4 separate regions of the Mus musculus genome follow, and regions 2, 3 and 4 are each linked to region 1. A link is a contact called in public ChIA-PET and HiChIP or PLAC-seq data. All regions are on one chromosome and are shown on one strand. Each heading gives the region's core, a stretch centred on a gene start, on an enhancer-like site or on the middle of the called end of the contact. The rest is flanking DNA. Distances are from core to core; before and after follow the strand shown. Region 1 holds the start of Pan3 (PAN3 poly(A) specific ribonuclease subunit). Region 2 holds the start of Mtif3 (mitochondrial translational initiation factor 3). Region 3 has its middle 17 kb from the start of Pomp. Region 4 overlaps Gm35592 (a long non-coding RNA gene).

Region 1 (3,351 bases), core at 456-2,955:
TCACAAGATCTAAAACTAGAGGAAATCAAGCATCTAATTCTAATGTTCAAAGCATTTACAGTAACAGCAAACTCCACTTAACTTAACAGCTATAACGTACACAGCCCTAAATTCTTCTCACGAAAGCCTTCGGGGTGCGAGACGCTCTTGAGGCCCAGTGCTGAGCAAGTTCACTCGGTATAACGCCATGGGAAAGACAAGATCCCTGCAGACGCCCAGTTCACTTACTCTGGCTTTCCAGAAACCTGCCTGAGCGCAAGTCTTGGGAAATTCCTAACCTAAGCTCTCTATTAAACCTGTGCTTACTTAAAAATAAATAAATGAATAAAGCTGATCTTCATACACCTCTCCTCCCCGCACCCCCACCCCTGGCCCCGGACATCCTTTAGAAGGAGTTCCCAGCCGGCAACTTTCGGCAGCCCGCGCTCCACGCGAGCACGCACCGACACATGTGCTCGCAGACCCAGCCCCTTTCCACGCACACGCGCGCGCGCGCGCACACACACACACACACACACACACACAAACCCGGAAGCGACACCCCCTTGCTTCCACTCCGCAGCCCATCCCCCCTGCTCCCCGCACCCCACTCCCAGCGCCCCCCACCCCACCCCAATTACACCACGACCGTCCGTCCACCCACGCTCCCGGGAACCCGCCTCCCCTAGCTCCGGGGTTTGCCCCGAGCGGCGGAGCCCAGAGAGGAAACAGGAAGAAGGAAGGAGGGCTGCGCAGGGCCTAGGCCTCTCCTGCGGCCCGGAGGTGAGGGGAAGCGGGCAGGCTCAGGCCTCCTCCCCGCGCCCGGACCGCACCAACCCCGCACCGCACCACCCCGCCCGGGCCTCACTTACTCGCCACCCGCGGGCCATCGAGTCCGCCGCCCGCGGTCGCCGCCCCCGGGACGCCCAGCTCCGGCTTCTTGGGCCCCGCGGGCGGCCCCGCTCCCCCGCCCGGGAGCGCTCCCGGAGGAAAGGCGGCCCCGGCCGCGGCCGCTAGCGCCAGCGGGACGCTGTTGCTATGGAGGCCAAGCCCCGGGGCCGCGCCGGCGGCTGGGTCCTCGTGCAGGAACTGACACTCCTCGCCGTAGAAGCACGTCTTGTCCTTGGCGTAGTAGCGGCAGTACTTGAGCTTCACGCCCGCCGCCGCCGCCGGCCCGCCGGGGACGCCCCCGACGCCCGACGAGGCCGCCACCGCCACCGCCACGGCCGCCGCCAGCGAGGACGACGACGGCGAGGCAGCGGCCGAGGGCGGCGGGAGGCCACCGCCGCCGCCACTGTTCATGGCCACGCCGCAGCCGCGTCCCCCGCCGCCACCATAGACGAGGGCGGGAAGGAGCCGCCGCCGGAGCCGGATGGAAGCCGGGCGGGCGGGTTGGGCCCCGCTGAGGGAGCCGGAGCCGCCCGGGGAGGGGGAAGGGCGGGCGGGCGGCGAGCAGGGATTCTCCCTCTCCCTCTCCGCTGTCCTTAAAGGGGCCGCGCGGGACGCCGCGGTGGGCGCGCGGCCGGGGCTGCGGGGAGAAACGACCCTGAGGCGGCGGCGACCGGAAGCTGTGGGGCAAAGGCACGGCGGGAGGGAGCCGCCGGTTTGTTTTTAAACTCTTGCCCTCCGCTCGCTCGTCGGCTCGCGCTCCGGGTCCTCCCGACTTGTTTATGCCATTTTCCTCTTCCTGAGACGCTCGCCGCCTCTGCGCCTGCGCGAGTGGCGCGGGGCCTTGTGGGTAGGAGGCCTGGCCCGGGGGTGGGGGACCGCAGGCGTGGCCCCCACGGGGCGTCCGCGAGCTGACCGGAGGCGGTTGCTTCAGCCCGAGCCCTCGGAGGGAGGCCTTCCCCACGGCGGCGGCGCCGAGGCTCTCACGAGACCCGGTGGTAGTCCGCTTGGAGGGGAAAACACAAAATGACAGTCCGTCTCAGGTCCTTGGAAGGGGACGCAGCCCAACCTCGCTCCCCGGAGAGGAGAGTTTGCTTCCGTTTGTCACGTTTCCTCTCCCTTTCCCTGTGCTCCGCCACCCCTCTAGCCTTTGTTTTTTTTTTTTTGTTTTTTTTTTTTAAATCCTCCCCCTCGAAGGTGATGGACTACTGGCCAGATAGCCTTAGCTTCTGGGCTCTTTGTCAAAAGATGGAGCCAGAACCCTGGATGCCACCAAACCCCTGCTTAGAGCAGCACCTGTTTCCTCCGCTTTGATGGCCCTCGGGATTTTTTTCTCTCAAAGGTGCCACCTGGGACAGTGCTACCTTGGCAGCACGGGAAGACCCAATTCCAAATGTGCTGGAATGTTTTCCTACTCTGCATTCGAAATTCACTTTTTAAAAAAAAGTTTTCCCCTCATTGATTTCCAATTTGCTCCCCCCACCACCACCTTTTTTTAAAGGGGAGAGGCGTGAAGACAATTGAACCGCAGTGAAGTGAAAAATTGATATTAGGGTTTTAGAAATCTTCTCTAAAAGATTTTCTCAAAAGACAAATCCCTGTTATGAAAAGGACGGGTGTGGGCAGCATTTAAGGAATCGTGGCAGCCTGACGAAGTCACAAAAGAATATATAAAGTTTCACACTGCCAAAAGGGTGAGGTTGAGATGCATGCTATATAGATCCCAATCTGGTAAGCCTAGTGATGCTGCCCAGGGAAATTCTAAGCTGCTATCTCTGCGTGGACGCAGTGTTCACTCATTTAAATATCCAACAGGTATTTGTTAATGTTAATTACATGTTCCCAAGGAGCTGGGGATGCAAAAGTTAACCAGATGCAGTCGGACCTGAATTCAGAGGGCTTATTTATCCTCCGGCTAATGAGGCATAAGATGTGAATTAGTGTCTAGTGTTAACATCAGCTGTTAGAGGGGATTTAAAGAGTTGAACTCCTACTGAGAACTGTTGGGGAGTGGGGAGAGTGTTTACAGCATCCTTGAATTCAGACCTGCCTTTGGAACCTGCTTGCTTCTCTGTGTCTCCTTTGTACATTTGAGATTAAGTAAGTATCCACTTCATAATGAGCGAAGTGGTTCATAAAAATGTCCCGTGTTTGGGAAGAATTCAATCTAGCACTTGCTTTTTATTGCTGCTAGGTGTGTAGAGAAAGAGCATTCTAGCCGAAGCTAACAGCTTGTGAAGGAGGTCTCCAGGTGAATGGGGGTAGGGTTTTAGTAGTGTAATGATATCACACAGCTGAGCAGAGTTCGCAGAAGTGCTTTTCAGGCAGTATTAAGGGATTGGACTTTTTCTTGAAGGCAATTAGAAACTATCACAAGGTTCCAAAATGCTAAGTAGCAACATTCACATTTCCTTTAAGAAGAAAAGGGATCCCCGGGCTGGTGAGATGGCTCAGTGGGTAAGAGCACCCGACTGCTCTTCCGAA
Region 2 (3,351 bases), core at 585-3,084, 470 kb after region 1:
CTGTAAGGCAGCCCCAATGAAACCTTGTAGCTTATAAGAGTTCTTGGTCATTGTCACTGAATTATTTCCCCAGTCCCCTTCATTCTCTTTAAAAATCTTCTTAAAATCATTTTTATTTATGTTTATGTATGTATACGTGTGCCCATATCTCTGTGTGTACACCATGTGCGTGCAAGCACCTTTTAGGTAGTAAGAGGCCACTGGGGTTCTTGGAACTGGAGTTACAGGCAGTTCTGCATGCTGGGAACAGGATCCAGCCTCTCTGAAAGAGCAACACCCTCTTAACCACTGAACTATCATCCCTCCACTGAGCTATCATCCCTCCACTGAGCTATCATCCCTCCACTGAGCTATCCCTCCAGACTTCTTTTTACATTCTTGATTCTGATCAGGGTGTAATGATGGGACGAGTCATGTATCTTCTCCATGTTCAGTCTCCTCATCTATAAAATGGGCAATGATGGGGCTGGAGAGATGATGGCTCAGCGGTTAAGAGCACTGTTCTTCCGAAGGTCCTGAGTTCAAATCCCAGCAACCACATGATGGTTCACAACCATCCGTAATGAGATCTGATGCCCTCTTTTGGGGTGTCTGAAGTGTACTTATATATAATGAATAAATAAATCTTTTTAAAAATGGGTAGTGATGGCAGTGTATCATGAGGGTGTCTTGAGGATTAAACTAACTCAATACAGGCTAAGTGTTTAGAACTGTGGTGCTTATGGAAACTTTATCACAAATGTGAGCACTTACAACTGTTATGGACCTGTCTATCCAAGAGGTGGTCTCCACACTTTATTTGCACAACTATGCTTCTATCGTCCCATGGAGGACTAATGCTGGCAGAATAAAAAGTATCTGTAATTCTTCATTTCACTTAGGAATGGCTGACATGCAGAGCCCAGCCCTGGCCTTTGGATCATAAAGAATTGCTTCAGCTTTTGCCTGTCACAGATACAAGGCTCATGGGCCAGAGGCTGTGATCTGATGAAGAAAGGGAGACTTGGATGCGGCTCTAAAGCTATTTAAGGATGACCCAGGTTCCTCACCTGCAATAAAAGGATGGTATTTTGATGTACCAGTAATAGTTGCAATCAGATATTACCCTGATTGAGTTATTTGGTGAGGATTAAACAAGACAAGATGTATAAATTATATGTTATAGACACGTAGTCTGTAAATGAGGGACATTCAGCGGCTTCTCTAAGGAGTTCCCTGTTGAAGAATGGGGAAAAGCAGGGACTTAACGCCAAAGTAGGGGACAGTCAACAGCTTGGTAACAAGGGTGCAGGGCCCCAATAGCCTGAAAGTGCAACACCCAGGGGCTCGAAGTTTCTGACCATCCTCTTGCCTGACTCTGGCCAATGCGGTCAATCATCCCACATGTGGGTGGTCTGTTATGATTTCTCCCAGTTCTGACAGTAATCGAACCTGAATCCATCTCTTTTTCTCAGAAGAGAGCAATCTTGAGAGCGAGGGTTGCACCCTGCTACCCAGCTAGAGCTTCCACTAAACCAGATCCGCAGGTGGCAATAGTTTAACACCGCCCTGCAGTTGTCTAGCACTGTAGAAGGCATTATTCAACATTATTAATGTAACTGGCGGAAGCGATGCAGTGACTGTTCCAGGGACTCTATATTTTAGCGTTCACTTGGCCTTTGGAGCAGCAGGTTAGTAGCAAATCTCTCAGTTTCACTCAGGCCTGCTGCACGATTCTTTTTTTTTTTTTTTTTTTTTTTTTTTTTTTTGTCGGAGGGCTTTATTCCATTAGTGGAATCCGCAGGCCGCAGCTGCACCCTCCCTTTAAGGGACTCAGGAAGTTCCGCCTGCTACGGAAGCCGACGCGGTGCTCCGGCGGAGTCCAGGTACGGACCTGCTAGTTCTTCCTGCTCGCCTACCCCGGCCCAGGTAACGCTGAGGTGAGGGCTTGGCGACGGGGCTGAGGTGGGAATGCATGTCCTGGGAACATTCTGTGCAGAGAGCCCTCCGTGGACGTGGGGTGGCGGCAGCACCAGCCTTCGGAGTCGAGACCAGTTGCCGAGCTGCCAATAATCACTTGCTCGCCAGCCTAGCCAGTTTCGCTGTTTGTGTGCGCGCGCACGCTCCTTCCACGGATTTGGGGGGCAAGGTGGGGGCGTAGGACAACTGGCATCCTGGTGGCATGGCGTCCTGGTGGGCGTGTCTGCTGCGGACCCCTTGTGAGCGTTTTGGGATTTTTTTTTCCTTTAATTTTTGATGTTTTTGCAACAGGGTCTCACTATTTATCTCTGGCTGTCCTGAAACGCACTCGGTAGACCAGTCTGACCTCAAACCTATAGAAATCCTCCTGCCTCTACCTCCGAAGTGCTGGGATTAAAGGCGTGCACCGCTCGCCGTGTCAGGACTTTTGAAATTCCTTCCGGAATTGAAGGTGAGAGAATTCAGTCATAGGATGAAGCCAACGTCATTTTCGCAAAATATGGATTCTACTAGAACCCATCCTTTCCTTCGGGAGTGAATATAAGCCCTCAATATGTCAATGTGAGCTTGTGATTATGAAGTGTAACGATTCAGAAAAAAAGTAAAGAAATAAGTGGTAGAAATAAGCTCCCGTCAGGCCATATCCCGTCAGGAATAAAGCCTTATCCCTCGGAGGCAGAGGCAGAGGCAGGCTGATCTGTGAATTGGAGGCCAGCCTGGTCTCCATAGTGAGATCCTGTCTCAGAGAGAAGGAAAGAAAAAAGAAATCAGTATCATTAGGTTGAAGAGCTGCTCAGTAGGCAAGGCAGAGTTCAGTGTCTGGAACCTAAAGGTGGAAGGAGAAAACTCAGTCCACAAGGTTGTCCTTTGACCTCCACACTGGCACCATGGCATGGGTGCCCAGACACATCAGACAGACAGGCAGACAGACACACAAGCACCCTTACCCACTGAGCCATCTGGCTGGCCCTGAATCTTTGCTTAGTATTAGATAGTGTAGGCTGTGAGCATAGTCAACACGTTTCCGAGTTAACTGATACAGTTTCATAATTTTTAGTGTTGTGAAGGCTGCACTGATGAATAGTGTTAGTGTGTTTAGGCTCACTTTAGAAATTATTGGAACTCCCGTACTAATCACAAGCCATAATTTATTATTTATTATTACTGTTGTTGTTGATATTGTATTAGGAAACTCAAGTTTGGAACTCAAGTAGCAATTTTAAAAATAAAACATTGTAATACATTACAGCTTAGAGATACTCTAATTGGGTTCATACTGAAGAATGTTAGCAGAAAAGTATTGAAAGGTTTTTTTGTTTGTTTGTTTTTTGTTTTTGTTTTTTTTCGAGTCAGGGTTTCTCTGTGTAGCCCTCCTGTCCTGGAACTCTGTAG
Region 3 (3,351 bases), core at 626-3,125, 410 kb before region 1:
GGATCCGCCCATGCCACTTAAGGCATTAGATGTGTCTCAAACAAGTTCCAGCCAATCACCCTAAGTGTGGCCACCCACACTTCCTTCTCCTCCTTCTTCAGTCTTCAGACTGTGGGAATTGATGTGAGTACCCCAGCTCTGTTGACCCAGAGCAGTATAATGTGAGCTTTGCACTGTGTGTCCAGAATTCCTTGGAGGAAATCACTCAATAAATATACTCGGATGACAGCCTCCTCTTCCCTGTCTCACTAGCCTGGAATTCTAATAGTGTCTATGCTTCCCGAAAAGCATCGTGACACGTCTGTTTCTGGGAAAACACAAGGAGACGCTGACTCAGGGGTATAGATTATTCCAACTTCCCCCCATATAGATAACATGTTTGTGCAGAGATGGGTCGGCACTCACAGGAGGTGTGGGAGGATGGTGACAGTGCTTGGTACCCTAAACTGCCCAAAATGTCGTATTCATCTTTTTACAATGTTTGTGTTTGATATTTTAAGGAGCAACACAAAACATCTGTGCTCCCAAAGTCAAATTCTCAGAAAGATCCAAACAGAAATGAGAAATAGTGCTGTCGGAGGGGTGGCAAGACGACTCAGTAGGTTAAGACACTGTATGATCCTTTGAGGCTCTGAGCTTGGTTCCTGAAACCCTCGAAAAGTCAGATGTGTCTACCATCCTAGGATTCTATTGAAAGATAGAAGGTAGAGACAGAATGGATGTGAGTTTCCAATTATCCTGGGTTCGTCAGACAGTGAAAATACAGAGACCCTGTCTCAATAAGATGAAAAGGGTAAAACCATTCTAGAAAGTTGTTCTCTGACCTCACACAAAAACTTCAAGCACATGTTTCACACATACACACACACAAACTACACAAATGCTAATAACAAATAAAAATCTTAGATGTAGCTTTTGGAAAGATAAGAAGTCCCTAGAATGGTCATTGACATGAAGAGAAGAAAGAGTAGGGACCTTGAAGTTCCTGGGTGACAATGGGGTGTGTGACCTTGCAGAGCCCAGAAAACAGGCCAGAGCACATGCAAAGAAATCTATGGAAATCCAAAGTCTGCAGTTTTTAGTGCCCTGGAGCGAAATAAAAAGATGTTTTTGAGAAGAATCGTTAAACACAACACAGTCTACATTCCTTCTCGGTTCCTGTCAACCCTCCTGATTCCTTCACACATGGATAAGATCATTTTGGCTTTCAAAATGCTGGTTTACAGTTTCTATGCTACGAGATTCTTAGGCTCACTGGTGAGTTTTCTCTCTCAAACCTATTTTTAATTGGAAGAGGCAAGTTTAGTTATCTTGTTTCCAGGAACATTCTAGCAGGCTTAGCAACTCACATTTTATTAGTCTCTGACCTCCTCTATTGAACTCTGGCCTAAAAAGAAACTGTATAAATGTATAGTTAATCTCCCTGCAAAGGGAATCTAAACATATGTCTGAACAGCTTCTACATGTGAAAGCAGGCTGGGGGAGCACATGGCCTCACAGAAAAACATCTAGTAGTTTTTGAGAATTTCTTCCCCCTCTAACTCTTCACATGACCCTTCCCCCACTCCCTCTCAAACTCATGACTACTTCTTCTATATTTATTATTGCTACACACACACAGACATTATATGTGTGTGCCATTTGCATGCGCAAGCGCACACACACACACACACACACACACACTGAGGTCATTTAGTGTTGCTGTCTGTGCACCTGTTTAGGGCTGACCTCCGCGTTACTTTTGAGATGGGAGTGGATACTTACTGGATCCAAGAGGATAAGTGCACTATTTGAAAGGCTAATCAACCCAACCTACAAGCTTTTCCTCTCTAAGAGGCACAGAGTGGGCGGAGTAACTTTCTAGCAGAGAAATGGGGACGGAAGATCCTTTTCCTTTCTCCCTGCCCTTGCTCTTTCATTCACAGCAAGTCTGACAAGAGCTGGGTGACATCGTGGGGGAGAGGGGGGAGGGGAAGGGGGGAGGGACGGGAGCGTCTGGTCTAGGCTGGAATCCTGAATAAGCTGCCAGGACTGGCTGGGAAGGTCTTGGGTGAGTTCCTTCACTTCCTTGTCCCTGACTTTTCATGCTCTGAAAAGGGGGAAGTAGCGTAAGACAATGGCCAAGAGAACACCGCCTTCCTGGTGTCTGAAGGTGGAGAGCAGCCAAAACAGCCACCAGCAACTGTGTGGGAAAATTACACAGCAGAGAAGAAGGCCTGACTGTAGCTATGTGAGACACAGTGAGTCAACCTACGGGACAGGAGACGAATAAATGAATGAATGAAGTTCAAAATAAAAGTAAAGAGTAGACATTTGAGGTATAAACTGGAAGAAACAAGGAAATACAAAATTTTGCAAAATGGCTCCACATGGGCAGAGCCAGGGAAGGGGCACCGGAGTGAGTGGGGCTATTGTTAATGCTGTATTTCTTGAGATCATCTTATTACTCGGAATATGGGTAAGTAGGGGCAGCTGAGGACACAGCTATTGCAGAGGACCAGGGTTCAATTCCCAGCACCCACATAGTGACTCACTACCATTTGGAACTCCAGTTCCAGAGGATATGATGTCTTCTTCTGGTTTCCTTGGATAACGCATGCACGTAGTGCACAGGCATACAAGCAGAGGAAAACAAAACAAGACAAAAACAAAACCCCCAAATATATAAGTAAATATAAAAATATGGATAACTAAAAGGTGGGTGAAGGAGAACCATGCTTGGGACAAAAACGGAAACTGAAGACTCGGATGAACTCAATGGTGTTGGCGTTAAAGTTAAAGGAGACAGAATCGGCAACTTAGTATCCACCACAGTACAGAGTACAATACAAAGTGCTTTGTTGATGTGAATTCAAGTGAGAAAAGTTACTGTGTGCATTATTAAGAAGAAAAACAGGAAGCACATATGACACACACACACCCAAACCTTAAAGTGTATCATGATATGTGACACAGATGACAGTGGTCATTAGAGGCCACACTCCACATTCCCTGGCAAGTTACCAGCACAGGACCTTAATGGAAAAGGATGGGGCAGCATGCATCGAACACTAGACAGTGCTTGGCACCATGTGTTAGTGTTAGAAGTAAACAGCATGCTGTCACAGCTCAAAGTGTCAAGTTGACACAATCTGTACTCATCTAGGAAGAGGGTTCCAGTGAGAGATTGTCTACTTTGGGTTGGCTTATGGACATGTCTATGGAGGGAATGTCTTGATTATGCTAATTGATGTGGGAAGACCTAGCCTACTGTGGGCAACACCATTCCATAGGCAGGGTGTCCTGAACTGTGGAAGAGGGGAGAAATGGAACTGAGCCCAATCAGGCCAGCCAGTGAGCACACAAGCATTT
Region 4 (3,351 bases), core at 572-3,071, 330 kb before region 1:
CACTGTGACAGATTTACAGATTTTGGGTCTGGTTAATTTTGCTGGTTGATTTTCTTTTTTTCTTTTTTTTTAATTTGCAAGTTCTCTATAGTCATGTTGTAATAAATATATAAAAGTATTTGAAATGAAAAAGTATAAAACATGTTATCTGTTTGATAAGAAATATACGTCTTTAAAGTGTAGGGAATTTGCATGAGGGTCCCACTGCATGCTTTCCCTTAAGTAATTCATTCCCACCACACTAGCTAAGCCCTGAGAAAGCCTCGCCATAGTTCTCATTTTACAAACAGAAACTTACTCGAGCAAGCAGAGTTTGACAGTTCGAAGCTTAGCAAACCCCAGACATGATCACCATAGCCCTTTGTATCATCACTATTAAAGTAAAAAGTACTGCATTGTTCACAGAAGACAAGATATGGGATCAGTGTCCATCAGTACACACACACACACACTCAGAGACATACACATGCAAACATACATACACATCACATGTACACATCACACACATACACACTCACTCATACACATACAAACACACACATCACACACATACACACACAGACAAATACAGACATACACATCGCACACACATACATACACTCACACATACATATACACAAACACACGCACACTCATACACAAGCAAACACACATACACACAGACATATACATACAAACATACATCACACACATACACACACATACAAACACATATAGACACACTCACATACATATACACATATATACACATGCTCTCACACACACACACACATACGATAGAAATTTTTCAGCCACAAAGAAGTTTCCTTACAACCTAATTTGTTTTCTTTTTTGTGGCTGAAAAAAATTCCAGTGCATGCACACACACATATACGTGTGTGTATGTGTGTGTGCGTGTGTGCACGTGGTGTCTGTGTGTGAGTGTGCACGCTAAGAATTGAACTCAATTCTCTGCAGTAACTAACAGCAACATTCTCAACCACTGAGCCTTCTATCCAGCCCCAGAATCTACATTTAAAACAAACTGACTCGGCCTTGGAAGGTGGGGCGTGCCTGGGAGGAGGAGGGGAAACGCTCTCAGGAGCAGAGAGGGCAGCCTGCATGATAAATGTCTGTGGATGTCAGAATAGAACTCCTTGACAGTAATGTAAACACAGACAAATTCTCGAATACCTGTCTTCCTGCAGTTGTTTAATTCAATTAAACAAACAAACAAAAGAAGAATCAACTAATATCTACCATTTGCTAAGGCATAAGAAGCAAATTAAAATCTTGCAAAGGCAGCCTGTGAGATGGCTCAGCAGGTAAAGGTCCTTGCTGTCTCCTTGGTTGAGCCTGACAACCTGAGTTCAGTCCCTGGGGTCCACAAGTTGAAATGGGAAACCGATTCCTGCAAGTTACTCTCTGAGCTCCACACAAGCTCTGTGTCGGTTAGGAATGGACACACAGACACACACACACACACACAGACACACACACACACACAGACACACACACACACACACACACAGCTCCTCACACCCCACAAGAATTTTCAAAATTCACGTTTTTAAATAAGCCAGCTGTCTTCTCTCTTTTCCCTTCACAGTCTCAGAAATTCAAATAGCCTTTAACAATGCCAAATCTACGTGGAAATACCATTCCTTTGCTCTCGAAACCCTTTGTAGTTTTCCTTTGTGTTCCAGAAGTTTACCTGCGGACTCCCCCGAGTCAGACAATTGTTTCTAAAAGAGATAACAGCTTGCTGCCCAGGACCGATCGAATGTTTTTCCATTGCATCACAGATAAGAGCCACACGTCTGCCCTGCAAGACTCTGCCTGGTCGGCTCTTCGCCTACCTCTTCAACTCTGTGCTGCCCCCCTTGCCCTCTGACTCCTAAGCCCAGAGCCTACTGATCTCCTTTGTTCTTTGGGATGCTCTGGTGAGTGGGGGGGTTGTGGGAGGGTGTGGTGGGGGGTTTTGATCTTTGATTCTGCCTGGGGTGGGGGTGGGGGGCATTTACACAAGTTATTCTCTCCTCCCAGGGAATGTTCCCTTTCAGTTTCTGTTGATTGCATCTCTTTCAGGATTTGACTCAAACACCACAGTCTCCAAGATAGCCCTCAGGGAAGGCCTGATAGGGCAGCCAAGGCAGCGTCTGTAAACAGCGGTCACACCAGTCTCCTTAAGTAGTAAATAAACGTCTTTATTTAACCTGCTGTCTGGTAAAACAGCGTTTCTGTGTATTCCTTGTTTATTCATCAATTCCTAGAGGAGAGGATTGTTGGTCAAAATCCTCAACAAACATTTGGAACAATGAACAGATACCAAGTACTTGCGGTGTGACGGGAACTGGTCTTTGTGGTCCAGTCCTTGTCTACCTGTTCAGGCACTTTGCATCTACCCAGTTAAGCTTGCCACTTCTACAATAACTTGAAAGAAGCTAAAGTCCCTGAAAGAAGCTAATGTTTCTATCCTTTTTTCTCTCTCTCTCTCTTTCTTTTTTTCTCTGTGTAGCCCTGGCTATCCTGGAACTCACTCTATGGACCAGGCTGGCCTTGAACTCAGAGATCCACCTGCCTCTGCCTTCCAAGTTCTGGGATTAAAAGCACTCACACACTCAGTCACTTGTATATGTTATAGGAATGCAGACTTCTATACCTTTATGTCGGTCAGTCACACTTTTGCCTTGGTAGTGGGAAGAAGGTGGGACTGGGTGCCCTGGAGATGCTGAGGTGCTTCTGTACATAAGGCTCTGGTCCACAAGCAACTCTGAGCAGACAAGGTTTGCCTCAGTCTCCAGTGAAGGGGAACCTGGGGGCACAGGGTGGCAGAAGTCTAGGACCATATTGGGGCAGGATTGGAGAGGTCACCCCAAGTCCCATAAGCTGTTTAACATCTCTAGCTTCAGCCCACTGGAAGCTAGCAACACTCCATAGTGCCACCCCAGGCTCTAGACACTGCCAAATGTCCCCTGAACTGAAAACTGTCCCCCCCTTTGCCCCCTCATCCCATTGTCTACCCACCAGGTATATCCCATCCTGCATGAAGGTTTATACATGTATGAGTGTGTACACCCACATCAGCTGTGAGCCTCTCTGAATGTGACTCTCTAAAGGCTGACTCAAGACAGGGTGGAAAAGTGATGTCATACTTGTGTGACAGGCTGATCCTCAGGTCTCTGGCTTTGACAAACACATAGCTAGGAACTCGGACTTCAAGTTTGGAAGGGGAAGGGACCAAGTATAGTTTGAACTTGAAGGCAGTAGGCTACCTATAGCATGACTGGAAGGCCCATGAATGTTTAAGTGCCACCTGGATTGAGATACTCAATCTGCTAGTCCTATCAAAGTCAAGGGCATAGATAGCTA

What was found. ChIA-PET counts read pairs in DNA pulled down with a chosen protein or histone mark. HiChIP or PLAC-seq counts read pairs in DNA pulled down with a chosen protein or histone mark.
Region 2: a contact with region 1 is called in an RNA polymerase II ChIA-PET map of memory CD8 T cells, with 69 read pairs. The contact joins the promoter of Mtif3 here to the promoter of Pan3 in region 1. A contact is called at or near these places in 7 of 39 promoter capture datasets (the 3T3-L1 cell line, cranial neural crest, erythroid cells and 3 more), 2 of 484 Hi-C or Micro-C datasets (CD4 T cells and uterus), 2 of 115 datasets of contacts at active chromatin or transcription factors (double positive thymocytes and memory CD8 T cells) and 2 of 9 other capture datasets (adipose tissue and liver).
Region 3: a contact with region 1 is called in an H3K4me3 HiChIP or PLAC-seq map of embryonic stem cells, with 2.6 times the contacts expected there. The contact joins the enhancer-like site here to the promoter of Pan3 in region 1. A contact is called at or near these places in 5 of 39 promoter capture datasets (the C10 cell line, the HPC-7 cell line, cranial neural crest and 2 more), 1 of 15 datasets of contacts at CTCF or cohesin (the NIH/3T3 cell line), 10 of 484 Hi-C or Micro-C datasets (the AML12 cell line, CD8 T cells, the MC3T3-E1 cell line and 7 more), 15 of 115 datasets of contacts at active chromatin or transcription factors (acute myeloid leukemia, bone marrow-derived macrophages, embryonic basal ganglia and 9 more) and 5 of 9 other capture datasets (adipose tissue, embryonic stem cells, liver and 2 more).
Region 4: an H3K27ac HiChIP or PLAC-seq map of extraembryonic endoderm stem cells shows a contact between it and region 1. The contact joins the enhancer-like site here to the promoter of Pan3 in region 1. A contact is called at or near these places in 2 of 39 promoter capture datasets (both in the 3T3-L1 cell line), 2 of 115 datasets of contacts at active chromatin or transcription factors (acute myeloid leukemia and extraembryonic endoderm stem cells) and 1 of 9 other capture datasets (liver).

What each region holds. Positions count from the first base shown.
Region 1 is chr5:147,428,510-147,431,860 of GRCm38.p6, reverse strand. It overlaps Pan3 (PAN3 poly(A) specific ribonuclease subunit), which reads right to left and starts at 1,705. Exons shown (of 19, transcript NM_028291.5): 1 at 852-1,705. The coding sequence starts at 1,281.
Region 2 is chr5:146,962,280-146,965,630 of GRCm38.p6, reverse strand. Mtif3 (mitochondrial translational initiation factor 3) reads left to right here and starts at 1,834. Exons shown (of 4, transcript NM_001256102.1): 1 at 1,834-1,908.
Region 3 is chr5:147,842,170-147,845,520 of GRCm38.p6, reverse strand. No RefSeq gene overlaps it. Among named protein-coding and RNA genes, the nearest start is that of Pomp, 17 kb to the left of the region's middle. Within about 2 kb of position 1,875, at least 3 of the 459 cell types and tissues checked have an H3K27ac peak or open chromatin away from gene starts, as enhancers often do. A contact at or near this core is called in embryonic stem cells, where this site is marked.
Region 4 is chr5:147,759,886-147,763,236 of GRCm38.p6, reverse strand. It overlaps Gm35592 (a long non-coding RNA gene), which reads left to right. Exons shown (of 3, transcript XR_377219.4): 2 at 1,785-1,922; 3 at 2,068-2,211. Among named protein-coding and RNA genes, the nearest start is that of Gm35592, 3.5 kb to the left of the region's middle. Within about 2 kb of position 1,821, at least 34 of the 459 cell types and tissues checked have an H3K27ac peak or open chromatin away from gene starts, as enhancers often do. A contact at or near this core is called in extraembryonic endoderm stem cells, where this site is marked.